Regions from separate parts of the Sus scrofa genome. Here region 1 is linked to region 2. The links are chromatin contacts, called in public Hi-C maps. All regions are on one chromosome and are shown on one strand. Each heading gives the region's core, a stretch centred on a gene start, on an enhancer-like site or on the middle of the called end of the contact. The rest is flanking DNA. Distances are from core to core; before and after follow the strand shown. Region 1 has its middle 96 kb from the start of DAB2. Region 2 has its middle 29 kb from the start of DAB2.

Region 1 (2,700 bases), core at 60-2,559, 68 kb after region 2:
TTTATGAGAGCATTACTTAACACCCCCATTCCCCCATGTGGCTAACACAGATTTATGGAGAAGTCAGCTCTCTTAGTTTTGGGTTGATCAATTTTGCTTGTATGTATTATTAATAACATAATATATATATTATACATTATAATTATTGTGTATTATGCATAATATATTAATATTATGTTCAATCACAAGTTTTTTAGAAGAATCTTTTACAGACTTTTCCCCATTTTAAAAATAAGGATTACTTAATTAAAACCACACAGTTTAATTTACTAATCCACTTGACTGGCTCCCTTCAAATCTGTGGGACACTCACTTTTCCATCAGGATAATTCTCTTCTTAGGCCAGAGAGATCTGAGTAAGCTTGACAGCATTAATCTTTATACTAATATTACCTCAACTTAATTTTGTTCTTATTTTATTCATAACAATTAAACATACATTGTGTTCCAGAATTTTCTTTTCTTGTTCCAGTCTAGTGGATGACCTTATACATTAGTGCACGCATACAGTATGTTTTGGACCAAATGTGGATCTATGATTCTACTGGTAAGACAACTGCAGTTGACTATGGAGCTTTTTTTTGGCCATGCCCATGGCATGCAGAACTTCCTAGACCAGAGATTGAACCTGTGCCACAGCACTGATAATGCTGGATCCTTAACCTGGTGAGACATGAGGGAACTCCTGACTATGGAACATTTAAAATGCAGATGCTTAAGCACTGACACCAAGTCTTCTGAATCAGATTGCTCAAGGGTTGAAGTGTGACTTCAATTAAAGTATGAGTCCAGGGCTTGCGGAACCCCAGGTCCTAAGGCAACAGTGTATGCCCCCATTCTGCATGAACTTTGAGTGACTGCAGGAACTTTGACAGCATTAGAGTTTGCCATACTTCACGGCATAGAGAATTGTAATGGCCTGTTATACCATAAGATCATCTCTATGACAGCTGGAGAAAATGCATTCTGAGCATTCAAAAATACTTCCAGCAAGATAGTGGCAAAGCTGGTGCAAAGCTGATGACAGACAGGACTGCTGCCTTCATTTAGAGCTCTTACTCTTAAGCAGGTTAATTAATGCATGAAGTCATTACAGCTTTCTGTCAAAGTGAACTTTACTTGAACCTCTTTCAAAGGAAACATATAAAGGGCTGACATAGATGCATAAAATTTTGATAATTTGGACATTAAGAAGAGCCAGATGTCCTTTTATTAAATACATACTCCTATTCTGAGTACTGTCAGTATTAAAGGAGGTGAGCAGGGGTGGGAACTTTTAAAACGGGAGCAATAACATGATGTAGTTAGCGGTAGAACATTTTTAGTTCTTGGATATGATTATAGGTGTGTCTTTGATCCTGGAAATTGAAATAATTTTTTTTTACAAAATTGTTAAATATACATGTTTTAGAAAAAGGAAGTTGTGTCACAGCTAATGATATGCACCTTTTGGCAGAGACCAGCAAGATGTCTACCAAAGACATTTATTTTCCTTTCTGGATAAACAGACTACAAATCCCATCCTCTCCTGCAATTAGTTAGGGCTGGTCATGTGACTGAGTTATAGCCAATGGAATATCAGTGGAAAGATGGGTGCTACTTCAAGGCCTGGGCTATAAAATCTTTCTGTGCATTAGTCTTTCTCTCTCCATCTGCTAGCAAGCTTCTGAGAACCTGGCAGAGAATTTCAAAGGCCTTGGGGATGGCCTAGTTGTAAGATGGAAGGAGTCAGGTCCTGGAATCACCAAGTAGAAGATTCCCCAATAAACACCCCACTGATACTGAGATCAACTTCACATAGACGCCCAGTGGATTGTGTTAAGCCACTGAGAGCTGTCTGGTTAAACGGCATGACATTATGTAGCTGATACACCATGTCCCAATCCCCTTCCTCTCTATGAACTCATGCCCTGTAAGTGCTAGGAACCAACGAAGAAAGGGTCAGTTCTACTTAAAGAGAAGGAGGATACTATCCTTAGTGGGAGATTTGAAAACCATAAAGTGAAGAGCAGCCCTACGTAAAATGAGGACACTTCTTCTAAAAAGGAATTTGGATTTTTTATTACAAGACAACTTTGAATTTATAAAATTGCTTTGTTATATGAATAATATAAAGCACTATAAAGGCCTTTCCTTCTCCTTCCAGAAATACCATCTCCTCTTTGGTTTGTTATGCTATACAAAGGCCCCTTTGGTTTAAGAGATTACCTTCAGAAATCTGATAATAAAACACCTATTTTAACCAAAAGGGAACAAAGTAATGGGGATCTTGTCTCTAAAATACTGCATGGTTCATTTATTCTATTAACTTGTCACCTTGGAAATCAGTAGACTATCTAAATATATTGAAATCCTCCAGGGGGATTCCTCTTCATTAATATTCAAATAAAAAGCTTGAGCTTCCCATCTACATTTTGTGAGAAGTCACCACCCTCTTCCAGATCATGGAATTTCACAGGGGATTATATTATTGTGTTTATTCTTTACTCCACATTTCAGGTAAAGCTGAAATATTAATTATGCCAATTGTTGCCTTATTTCCTTGCCTGTGTTCTTTTCTTCATACCACTCTGGGTGCCATTTTTCCTTCCTCTCTTATTACCTTAAAATAATCATGTAAAATTTTTGAGTGTATCTGATTGTGAAAGCAATGATTCTTTGCGCTGCTGACATCACAGATAAATGGAAACTTCTTTCTGT
Region 2 (2,741 bases), core at 87-2,586:
AGAAAAGCTGTACAGACTATCTCAGAACTGTCTGTAGAGGAAGAAGGGTGGGCAATTTATCTTCTGGCTTTCTCCCCATCTCTTTTTTTGCATTGGTCCAAATTCACCCCTTATGGGAATGACTTTCTTGTACTTCCCGGTACATTACTCAGCTTCTCCAGGCAGACTTAGGGGGAGCCAGAGTCTCCACAGATCCAACAGGGCTCAAATCCAATGTCTCTTTCTGATAGCGGGTGTCACATGTGGGTCTGTAATGGTGACTCTGCTGGCATTTGGTGCCTGTCTCTGGGGCCATTCTTGCTGGCCAGTAATCAAAGAAAGTGTAGGCATGAAGGGTGTGTTGAGTTAGACTTACTGGCTTTGAGTAATACAGAATCTGGGTCCAAACCCAGTGTGTGTTCCCAACAAGCTGAGAAGAGATCTCTTTGTTTTTCTTTTGGTTTTACTGAAATATAATTGGCATATACCCTTGTATAAGTTTGAGGTATATGGCATAATGATTTTCAAGCAGATTTCTTTTCTAGTTTTACTCACTTTAAAGGGGTTAGATCTCTTCCAGGAGTTGGTTTCCTCACTCCTGAGTCTCTAGCACTTACCTGTTCTTCCAGAGCCATAGGAAGATGGGCCAGTGCTTATTTTCATGGATGAATAAATTCAGTAACCCCTATTAACCATGAAGAATGTGCAAATTAGGAAATCTTACTTTGTATCTTCACTGTGTGGAACATTCTTTAACTGTAAGGGAATAAAATCATTTTTAGGATCTGCGATCCTCTAGATATTGGCTAACTTGTATTTCTACAATCACGATACTTTATCAAAACAAAATGTAAATCCAAAACTTGTTTTGTCTTAAACGGTGTGTTTCTTTGGTTGGACCAAGATTTTTATTTTCTCCACTGTTTTCATAAAGCACACAAAAACTGCTGAGTTTGAATTATATAAGCCCAACAGGGACAGAAAGCACTGGATTCATTCAAGGAGAAGGAGAGGAGGTAAAAGGAGACACAATTCAGATCATCCAAAAAGGACTGTTTTCCTTCTGGAGCAGATTTGTAAATGATATGTTTTTCTTCTTGTCTACATTTTCTATGCTTGTAAAAACTTTTAACAGAGGAGTTTCCTTTCTTTAATAGTATAAGCCAACCTCCATCAATGGAGCTTCCTCTCTATAAAGTTCTCTCAACCATATATTTGGAAACTCATGTCTATAAAAGGCAGATTTGGAGACATAAGTCTGATTTAACTCCAAATGTCAGCAGCAATACTTGAGCCACATTCCTGTTAGCACTTGTCACCAACAAACACAATTTAGCCAATGATTCTTGGTGAGAAGCATCACATGTGTCACGGGAAGCCCAGGAATCCCATTCTCCGCAGTGGGGACATGCTCTCAGGCTCACTGTGCCACATTCCCGTCTCCACTGCATATTGCAATGTGGTGACCAGGCCCTGCCTGTCCTGACAGGTTTATGATGAAACTGGAGTATTTTAGCTGCCCCTATAGCCACAGCCCTGGAGCAGACTTATGATCTGGGTGAAGTGCTCTGAGTTTTGGTCAACACTGTCAAAATAAAATAGCTTTGGAAGAAGGGTGGCTGCTAGGGAAAAAAGTCAACTACAGATGTTCTAACTGGTCTGAGAATTCATTTTGGACACTAGAAGGAGCTTAGTGTCTAGACTCAGACACAATTAAGTTTTATTCCTGGCTTGATCATTTGTATCCTAGCGTGGGTTTGTATCCTATCTGTTTCTTCTCTGCAAGATGGGGATACTAATTCTGCCCTCAGAAGATTCTTGTGAAGATGGAATAAGATTGTTTGGAACTACTAGGCTTGCCCAACTCCTAGTCGGTCTTCAGTAAGAATTCTACCTTTCTGTTTCTCCTTCTTCCTCTGCCCTGTACACCCTCCCTCCAACATTTCTACAGACCAGGTATCCTGAGACCCTGTTGCGTGGCTTACACAGCAGTTATCTCTCATCTGTCTTGATGCCTTCTATTATCCATGCTAGAAAAGCTAGATTTTCCTTTCCCAGCTTCCTAAGCACCTGGTGATGAAGGACACACTTCTGGTCAAAAGGACATAAAAGGATGTCTCCTAAGAGTTTTCAGGGAAAGTTTGGGTTTACTGATAAACAGAAGCAGCTGGAAAAATTCTTATTCCTTCCTTCCAGAATGCCTGGGGTCTGGGACAGCTTTTTTGTGACCATGTGGCAATAGGCATGCTATAAAATCCAAAAGAATCGCAATCTTGCAGAGATACAGGTCCTCACTGGCTTGCAGCTGCCTATCCCAGTCTTTCAGTAGGCAAGGAAAAATTTCTATTTAGTCAAGCACTTGACAGATATACACGCACACATACAAACATATATTAGGTAAATGGGACGGGGTATGAGGAAGGGGAGGGAGAAAGAGAGGGAGGGATTTTGTGTCTGTGTGTGTGTGTGTGAGAGAGAGAGAGAGAGAGAGAGGGATTACTCCTATAATATACTGCTGGGGAAGCAAAATCCTCTGATTTCTGAAGTACTAAATATCAATGTGGTAGGCTGCATAACAGTCCCCCCAAGATATCTGGAACTTGTGAATATTTCCTTACATGGCAAAAAAGACTTTACAAATGTGATTAAGTTTAAGATGCTTGAATATGAGATTATTAGAGAGGGACATAAATGCCATCATGTGTATCCTTATAAGACGGATACAGAGGGAGATGGACACAAACATGCAGAAAAATGAAGAC

The links. Hi-C and Micro-C count contacts between places; a contact is called where the count stands out from the background.
Region 1: a Hi-C map of subcutaneous adipose tissue shows a contact between it and region 2, with 3 times the contacts expected there. The contact joins two enhancer-like sites. A contact is called at or near these places in 9 of 47 Hi-C or Micro-C datasets (embryonic fibroblasts, fetal heart ventricle, heart right ventricle and 5 more).

The regions. Positions count from the first base shown.
Region 1 is chr16:24,871,717-24,874,416 of Sscrofa11.1, forward strand. No RefSeq gene overlaps it. Among named protein-coding and RNA genes, the nearest start is that of DAB2, 96 kb to the left of the region's middle. Within about 2 kb of position 1,310, at least 1 of the 83 cell types and tissues checked has an H3K27ac peak or open chromatin away from gene starts, as enhancers often do.
Region 2 is chr16:24,804,160-24,806,900 of Sscrofa11.1, forward strand. No RefSeq gene overlaps it. Among named protein-coding and RNA genes, the nearest start is that of DAB2, 29 kb to the left of the region's middle. Within about 2 kb of position 1,337, at least 2 of the 83 cell types and tissues checked have an H3K27ac peak or open chromatin away from gene starts, as enhancers often do.